3 separate regions of the Mus musculus genome follow, and regions 1 and 2 are each linked to region 3. A link is a contact called in public HiCAR-type and promoter capture Hi-C data. All regions are on one chromosome and are shown on one strand. Each heading gives the region's core, a stretch centred on a gene start, on an enhancer-like site or on the middle of the called end of the contact. The rest is flanking DNA. Distances are from core to core; before and after follow the strand shown.

Region 1 (3,009 bases), core at 407-2,906, 1.9 Mb before region 3:
TTTCACATTACTGCCATCTGCAGAGCCCTGGGTGACTGCCATTGCTGTTCCTGCCCCTGTTGGTATGGCATGGCACCCAGCAGAGGGGGATTTAATTTCCTCCAAGTGTGGAAGATTTTTCAGGTGGCCTCTGATGGGACAATAATCAGCTGGCCTCCCCCCTCCCTTTATGTCCCACTTCTCCTAGATTGCCATCTCTCTCAGAAGTTTTGTAATGGCAAATACTCTTTTCTTATCTGTTAAAATATCTTACATCTAAAAGTATGGTGGTGGCTAATTGGCCTCCATTCCCAATTCCGTTTCTCAAGGAGGCCTGAGAGGACTAGCGAAGATGACCATTCACCCAATTTGGGCATCAGTGAGAGAGGAACACAACACCTCAGGCCCAGGAAACAGGCCATCTTGTCCGGGCTCTGTGCAGGCATCCTCCTGCATTGGATGTCTCACTATCAAGCTAGCACTGACTCCACCCTCTCTGCATTAATTCTTGTCATGAGCCAGAAGCCTCGAATATCAATCTTGTTTTTCTTCTTCCAGCATTTCCGATACCAATAATAACACCATTACCCTTAAGTATGAGTCTGTATACCCGACACAGAGTGCTTTGGGGTCATTGAAATGCTCATCCGTCCTTTCTAGGTCTTTCATATCTGGGAATCAGCAATGCAGAAAATGGGATTCAAGAAGAAAACAAAAACCAAAGTGAGGCTTGAAATGAGCGAAGCAGTGCGGAGGGCTGGCACGAGCCGACTGCCACCAGAGCAGGGAGAGCATGCAGGTCGGCTAAGGGAGCGCACCGCGAAACTGGCCAGCCCCTTAGCAACATCCGCATAGCTGACACAGAACACTCTGACTTGGGGAGGGATGAAAATACCGGGTGACATCAGAGGCTCCGAGCACAGCCAGGGCATTCTAGAGGTGTGTGGTGTCAGGACGGCCTGTGCTGGCCTCATTTATCTACCTGAGTCATTTGAACAAAGCACTCGCTGGCTTAGCTTTGTTGTGACTAGAATTTGGAACCAATCCCCTGGCTCTGCCCCCATGGGTTTTGCTACTGCAGCGCAGCGTGGGTATGTAGGAACACAGACCGAATCCTGTGGCAATCAAGGATAGACTGTTCCTTCTCTGGGCCACAGGCTTCCCTAGGAAGGAGCCTTGGCCAAGTGTTTGTGTGTCTCCAGAACCAAGTGTCTGGCAACCAGCAGGTTTCTCGTGAATAAATGACAAATCCCAGAGACACATTCTGGGAAACGCAGGGCTTTTGTGGTGGCAGCATGCTCAACAGCACAGCACTGTGCTGTGGGACTCTTTAGTTTGTGGGACTCTAAGAATAATTTTCACGTCCTGGGAAAAGTGTCTGGCGCTGATTGCACATGCGAAAGTGTCGTGACGTGGGGATTAGGGTTGTCACAGGCAGACTGAAGGCCTTAGAAAAAGCACACCAAAATGGAGGTATTCATTCTAGGGAGGCTGCAGAATACTCAATGAGCTGGCGTTCTTCTCCTCCGAGTGAAGAAGAGGCCATGCTTGAAAACGGGGCTGTAGAAGGAAGGTCTCAAGAAGCCTTACTTCAGATTCCGTTCAGACACCCTCAGCGAACTCCCACATATTCCTCACCTTTCCACTAGGGGGCAGACAGAGGACGGAGAACATCCCAGGCAGGAGGCCGGTCCCTCACAAGGCAATCAGCCTCACACCAACACACTAGGCTGTTTGTGCTATGCAAAAGGCGAGGCTAAGCCTCTCTCTTCCGGCCTGTCACAGTCTCATTGATACTGCATGGTTTGCCTGTGACATCAGACACCGAAAAGTATGACAACCAAACTGTACGGTTCAAGGTGAATGTCAATAAATAGAATAAAAGGGGAGGAGGGGGGGAAGGAAGAAAAAAAAAGAAAGATCCCTGATGTTTTTCTTACCACACATGGTTTGGGGGGATCCTTCATTATCCAGAGTATTCATGATGTATCTGAATTCAGTGACTTCTCACAATGAGAAGATAACTGGAAAACTGCATACGACCTCTCTCTTGACCTCTTTCTATTTACAACAGCAACGTGGTTTCTATCCAAGTCACTGTTTCCTTCTGAGAGCCCATTCCACAGGCCTCTGTGTATCAACACACAGAAGGAAATATTCCAAGGGATATATTTTTTTTAATAACTCCCACATGCCTTAAAAAGTCATTTCCTCCTAAGACATTCAGGGCAATCGGGGCCCCTTAATTGGCTTAATTTTTATTCTTAATCCTCAAGGGTCGAGGAAAAAACAACACGACTATCTTCCTGTTCCTATTACCCTTTCATAAACTGTTGAGCACACAGGCTTGCCTCTAAAAGAAACCACAGTGAGCCTAAAGGAATAAGCATTTGTCAGGCCAGACCCCAGACTGGAAGATCACTGCAGGTGTGAGTCACTCATGGGAACTCTGAGGGTCTGAAAGCCACTCTCCCACTTGCAGAGGTGAGGGCGGCGTTGGCTTAGAACTGGCTCCGTGTTTGCTAGCATTAATAGAAATGTCTGTCAAAACAACGTTTTGTGACTTTTAATGAATTGCATCTTTAATTGTGCTGAGAAAAAAGTAAGCAAATGACGTGAGTGAGCTTACTTACAAGGGAAGGGTCAGCCTGTGTCTAGAACGTGGGTTTCCTGTGGAACGAGAATTCTTGTGCAAATCACTTCAAGCCATCCCTGATTTTTTTTTTTTTTTGAATGCTCTCCCTGATTTCACGCTGATAGCATCACAGCTCAGAAGATCCTATGAAGACAGCCTGACATCAAGCTGCTTTCTTGGTTGGCAAAATGATCTTAAGAATTACCTAAAAATGTGCTGTTTCTAAATGATTTGTTCATCTAAAGTCATTTGATTTTCAATTAAAATAAAATAAACAGGCTTGGCTATATTTGGACACAGATGTTGCTGTGGCTTCCAGATTCCTTTGTTTAAAGGTGACAAGATGCGTGGAGAAGACATTCATCTGATTGGGTATTCAGGCTTACAAAGAAAGT
Region 2 (2,744 bases), core at 210-2,709, 1.6 Mb after region 3:
GCTGCTTTCCCATCTTGAGGGCCGCCGGGCTGTTGGTACTCAAAACCACGGAAGGGTTTGGGAGCTCATTCCCTTGGGAGGGCAGCCTTTGGAGTGGCAGTTTTTGTTCTGAAGACTTGTGTGGGAGAGCAGGAGAGAGTCTCGAGGGGGCCAGCTCCAAGTCCCCAGCTGGCTGACCAGTTTGTGATACTGGGCCAGATGAGTCGGTTTTATGGGCAAGGCCATTGGCAATGGGCGAAGATACCTTACTGGCAGTCACCCCGGTGCAGTCCTCATCGGTGGCGCAAGAGGCCGGGGTGTCCGGAGTCCGGGAGGCGCGCGACAACAGCGCCGCGGGCGAGGCCACGGTGCCATTAGAAGTGGACTTCGGGGAGCCGCCCGACGCCGCGTAAGAAACCAGGGGTGACTTGGGCCGTCGGAGTCGAGGAGAAGCAGCTCTGTAGTCCGGGGACACCGTGCGACCATTGGTCACCGGCCTCCGATGCGCGCTCAGAAGCTGGGGGCTCCTGGACACCGTCCTGTCGTCCGGGTCGGCGGGTACGCGGACCGGAGTCTGCGGCGTGGGAAGGGCAGCCAGCTCCTCCACAGGGAAGTCGGTGATCAGCAGCCCGCTGGGGCTCTGGTACGACTGTGGCCGCGGCTTGCTCCGGCTGAGCAACTGGAGCGGAGGGGTGGACCGTCTCCGCCACAAAGGGGTGACGCCGTTGCTGGAAAAATCCACCTCGCTTTCGCCGTCCATAGCGGGGCCTTTGAGCCAGCCCCGAGAGGAGGAAAGCTGCTCAGGTTGCCTAAGAGAAAGGAACTTTGCCTCCGGACAACTAGTCTTGTCTGGGAGCCTAACCGGGTTCCAGCCCGGCGGTCACACGGGTGTCGCGCGGGACTCGGCAGCGCCGCACTTACCCGCCCTTTCTCGGGCACAGCGTCTCCCGCCAAGCTTCCCGACCGAGGACTGAGATCCGAGCCGCAGTTGATCAGATGAATCCCGTCTCCTCTGCGTCCTTCCCGCCCCCCAAGCCCGCCGGCACCTAGAGAGCTCGCCGCCACCGCAGGACCCTTGGAAAGAGTTCAGCTGGCTGGGACAGCTCGCCGTGGGACGCTCCCCCGCGTCTCCATCTAGCCGCCCGCCCCGCGCCAGTCCACCCGGTCCCCGGTATGCGGTCTCCAGCGCGCTCACCCTTCCGGGGCACAGACCAAGGAGTACTCCCTGTCCCCGAGGGTGGCCTGGGTCCTTACTAAAGCGCGGAGACAACCGCTCAGCCTGGGACAGCAGAGGCCCGCGGCGCCGGCCCCGCCCCCGCGCTACGCCCCGCCCCAGCACGCCGGGGAAGCTCGCACCGAGGCGCCCAGGAGTTCCCGCCCCTGCCTTCCCGGAGTGCGCTCAGTGATTGTAAACGGGACGCGCACACCTGAGCTGCCTGTCCAGACCCTGAGTGCAAGAATGCAGGAGCGCGGGCGGCCGCCCTACGGGCCAGCTGGAGGGCGCGGTCGCAGATCTGAACACTGCGTGGGAATGGTCGTGAGAGCAGAGAAAGGGCTTCTTGATCATCCCTAGACCTGGAGGGGAAGGTTGGAAGGGTGAAACACTTCGGAGCTTGGTGCTGCTGCGACACTTCACTGGGCCACTTGTGGGCGTCAAACTGAACCTCACTCCGGGCTCTCACTCATCTGCTTGCAATAATGTGTGGACTACAGACAGATTTGCTTGTATGCACTCAGAGGAGACTGAGAGGCCAGGTGGACTATGACTCTACATGTCCTAATGTCCTAATCTTTGTGCCCTGTATGTTTGAAAGTCACACAGTAAAAGTAAACAAAATACAAAATATTTATTAGTGTGTAGTTGTGTACAATATAAATTGAAAATCTGTATGTAGAATAAAATATCGAACAAGAAGTAAATTCCAAATCCTTATTAGAGATTAAGAGGCTGGGCCTACCCCTTCAATCTAGTCTTTTTTCACTAGCTTTATCTAGTCAAGCCAAGTCCACAGTCTTAGAGCCTTCAAGTTTATTTCTTGGCCTTCTGGTTTGTCACTTCATTGGAATTACCCCCGATTTCCCCAACCACCTGATCTCTTTCTTTTTCACATTAACCGAAATTTGTAAATCTGAATGCTTAGTTATATGTCTGTGTATTAGTGCTTAATCTATTCTGCCTTTGCATTGTAGTTTTGAAGAGGGCAGGGGTTATATTTGTGACTCATGCACACAGTAAGTGATAAATATCTGTGGAGTTTGGAAGTAGATGAATAAGAGAAATGAACTGGGCCAGTGATATCTTTTAGATGTTGGTTGCCAAGTTGGCTATGTCTTGGTGAAATTCCAGGTATGTACGACCTGAGAAGACATGATTTTGGTTGATGAGATCTGTAGAATTGGTTGTTAGCAAGACACAGGGCAGGCTCCAAGTGTTCAAAGTTCATGTGAGTGCCCACTGTTTAAAGCCATGCTTCTTTCTGCTTTGGGTGGCAAAAGGAAGGGTGGTTCTTTATGTTTTTCTATAATTACCAAAGTGACACAGTGAAGGTCTTTGATCTCAGAAACTTTTTTGAACTCGAACAAATGGAATCAAAATGTATATCGAAATCATTTTTGAGAAGATTTACTAACAATTTCATACGGAAATAAGTGGATTCTATGTTCATCTATGGAGCCTTGCTGTAGGGGATTTTCATATCAATAATATTAGTTTTATATAATAAATTTAACTTCAGAAAGTTGTGGAGATTTATAAGTGGCAGGTT
Region 3 (2,962 bases), core at 39-2,538:
TCCTGTTGAAAAAAATAGAGACTTTTGGTCTCACATAGATAACACTATAAACTGTTTTCCACTCCAATTTTTGAGACAGAGACTTGCTATATATCCATGGATGGCCAGGAACTCGTTTTATAGACTAGTCTGGATTACAAGCATGCACCACCACAACCAACTCTGTTCCTCTCTTTAACAAAGATTAGAAGACTTCATGGTCACTGTGTTCTTTCATTGAAGTATATCAGACTAGGTGTGGTGGCTCATGTATAGAATCCTAGGACTCTAGAAGTTAAGGCAGGAGTATGGCCATAAGTTTGAGACCAGCCTGGGTACATATGCTAGCTTATGTAACCCAGGACTCAGTATCAATACAATGAAAATGAAAGACGAATAATAATAATAATAATAATAATAATAATAAGCAAAGTCTCACATTTCTATGACCATACAAGAGCTGGAGAGAAGGGGGAGGAGAGGAAAAGGAAGGACCCAGGGAGAAATGAGAAGAGAACATGGGAAATTAGCTAAGTGGTTAATAAGCTGTAGAAATCAGAAAAGTGGGAAGGCAGCAAATCCACAAGGGAATTTATGGTTTGTTTTTGTTTTTAATGAAGAAAGCATGTACTATTACACTTGAAATGGCATTTGAAAAACTGGCCAATTATGAATCCAATAAAATTCTTGGAAAACTTATTTCTTTGTTATCACTGAAATACTAAATCTAGTATCTCAACATTTCAAGCTCTAAGAGCTTCCAACGATTCACCAAAACTCGAAGAAGTGCGTCGTTATGCACTTAAAATGCATAACCATGGATGACATGAAAGGAGAAAGGTGGTTTCGAGACGTTTCCATTGGCAAAAAAATAAGATGCAGCAGACTGAAATTTACCTCCTTCACTCTGTGTATCTAGCGTTCCCCTACATTTCTTCCTTGACATTGGGGGAAATGGACAGCCTTATTCGTTCTGTGTATTAGGTAGGAGTGTTTCCATTTAGTCGGGCATAAAGGACCCACAACCTGACACCAAAGCTTAGTAACTGCAGGTTCACAAAGCAGCATTATTACCCAACTACAAGCCTGGAAGTTATGTACTGAATTAAATAAGTACAAACTCGCCTACAGACCTTGTGCAATGTTATCACCAAGGCCTAGGCCAATCCAGAAAACCCGCGCTCACGTGGCGACGAGGGCCCAATGGCCGAGGCACACGAGTTCCATGCAAGCGCATGCGCAAACGGAACCGGGTTTGTTAAGACGTTCCGTCCTGGACGCTCGGTACGCTGGCGTTATTCCTCCCTCGGGGTTAGAATCGAGGGAATTAATGGTTCCTAGCAAACGTTGCTCGCGGTCGCCGCCACCGGAACTTGTTCTGATTCGCTGGCTCCGTCGGGAGGCACGGAACCCATTTTGGCAGGGAACCACTTCCCGAAGCGCGAGGCAGGAAGTTATCCTTTACCTCTGGTGTCTACTGAGGAGGGTGCCCGCTGCAGTGTCAGCTGGTGGACGGGCAAGAGAGCGTTCGAGTCCCCGCTGCAGTTAAGAGCCAGACTCCGTCGCAGCGCCACGGCACGCTCCGCCAGCCTCAAGCCGGGTGCGGCTGCACGGGGAGCTCTTGCCGGCTCCCTGAAGTCGCTCCTGTGGGCAGCGACCCAGGCTTCGCCTGGGCCACCTGCCAGGGATCTGGCTCCCTGCTGCAAAACAGCGACCAGTCTCTCCGCGTCCGCCCTCCCGGCGTTGAACCACCGTGACCCGGGTCCAGAGAGACTGCCTTGGACCTGGGACTAGACTGATCAAAACGCCAGCCTCAGGCCCCCACACACCGGGCTCTGCGTCGTCTCTGATATGTCACCGACCATCTCCCACAAGGACAGCAGTCGGCAGCGGCGGTCAGGCATGTTTAGCCACGCTCTGGATATGAAGAGTGGCCCGCTGCCACCGGGCGGCTGGGATGACAGTCGCCGAGACTCGGTGGGCGGGGAGGGGGACCGGGAAGTTCTTCTAGGTGATGCCGGCCCTGGTGACTTACCTAAAGCCCCGCGGAGCTATAGATCCGAACTAAGTAGCATTTTGTTACTACTCTTTCTTTACGTGCTTCAGGGCATTCCCTTAGGCCTGGCGGGGAGCATCCCCCTCATTTTGCAAAGCAAAAATGTTAGCTATACAGATCAGGCTTTCTTCAGTTTTGTCTTCTGGCCATTCAGTCTTAAGTTGCTCTGGGCTCCCTTGGTTGATGCCGTCTACTTTAAGAACTTTGGTCGTCGCAAGTCCTGGCTTGTCCCTACTCAGTATACACTAGGAATCTTCATGATATATTTATCCACTCAAGTGGACCGTTTGCTCGGAAATATTGATGGCAGAACACCGGATGTAGTTGCTCTCACTGTGACATTCTTCTTGTTTGAATTCCTGGCTGCCACACAGGACATCGCTGTGGATGGTTGGGCATTAACTATGTTATCCCGGGAAAACGTGGGCTATGCTTCGACATGCAATTCTGTGGGCCAAACAGCTGGCTACTTTTTGGGCAATGTTTTATTTTTGGCTCTTGAATCTGCTGACTTTTGTAACAAATACTTGCGGTTTCAGCCTCAACCCAGGGGAATCGTTACCCTTTCAGGTAGTGTACTTAAAACTATTATACTGTTAGGTTTATTTTATGCTTATGAATGCTTTTGATGAAACATCAGATGGGAGCTCTCATTTGTTTGCATACATTTTTTACTTTTAATGATGCACAAGATATTTTACTTCATTTCCCTTTCAAATTAACACAATATTGGATTCCATTATGAGATTTTCATACTTTGCTCACAATCACTTCCATAACACAGCCTTGTTCTCTACATCTACCTCCTAGTCGTCTTCCTTTAAACAGTTCACACACACATTTTTCTTTTCCTTCCAGATTCTTTCTAGAAGAGAAACCATTTGATGTTTGTCCTTCTGCTTGCTTTTGAATTTTTTCTGAATTCTG

What was found. Promoter capture Hi-C pulls out the DNA fragments that hold promoters and counts their contacts. HiCAR-type assays count read pairs that join an accessible place to other places.
Region 1: a contact with region 3 is called in a HiCAR-type map of astrocytes, with 5 times the contacts expected there. The contact joins the enhancer-like site here to the promoter of Slc33a1 in region 3. A contact is called at or near these places in 4 of 39 promoter capture datasets (cranial neural crest, embryonic stem cells, hippocampal neurons and 1 more) and 3 of 115 datasets of contacts at active chromatin or transcription factors (astrocytes, bone marrow-derived dendritic cells and large pre-B cells).
Region 2: a contact with region 3 is called in a promoter capture Hi-C map of liver, with 8 times the contacts expected there. The contact joins the promoter of Arhgef26 here to the promoter of Slc33a1 in region 3. A contact is called at or near these places in 4 of 39 promoter capture datasets (cranial neural crest, hippocampal neurons and liver) and 1 of 115 datasets of contacts at active chromatin or transcription factors (astrocytes).

The regions. Positions count from the first base shown.
Region 1 is chr3:65,862,123-65,865,131 of GRCm38.p6, reverse strand. No RefSeq gene overlaps it. Among named protein-coding and RNA genes, the nearest start is that of Gm35039, 65 kb to the left of the region's middle. Within about 2 kb of position 1,656, at least 111 of the 459 cell types and tissues checked have an H3K27ac peak or open chromatin away from gene starts, as enhancers often do. A contact at or near this core is called in astrocytes and hippocampal neurons, where this site is marked.
Region 2 is chr3:62,337,492-62,340,235 of GRCm38.p6, reverse strand. Arhgef26 (Rho guanine nucleotide exchange factor (GEF) 26) reads right to left here and starts at 1,459. Exons shown (of 14, transcript NM_001081295.1): 1 at 1-1,459. The coding sequence starts at 739.
Region 3 is chr3:63,963,059-63,966,020 of GRCm38.p6, reverse strand. Slc33a1 (solute carrier family 33 (acetyl-CoA transporter), member 1) reads left to right here and starts at 1,288. Exons shown (of 6, transcript NM_015728.5): 1 at 1,288-2,605. The coding sequence starts at 1,831. It also overlaps a transcript of Gmps not described here.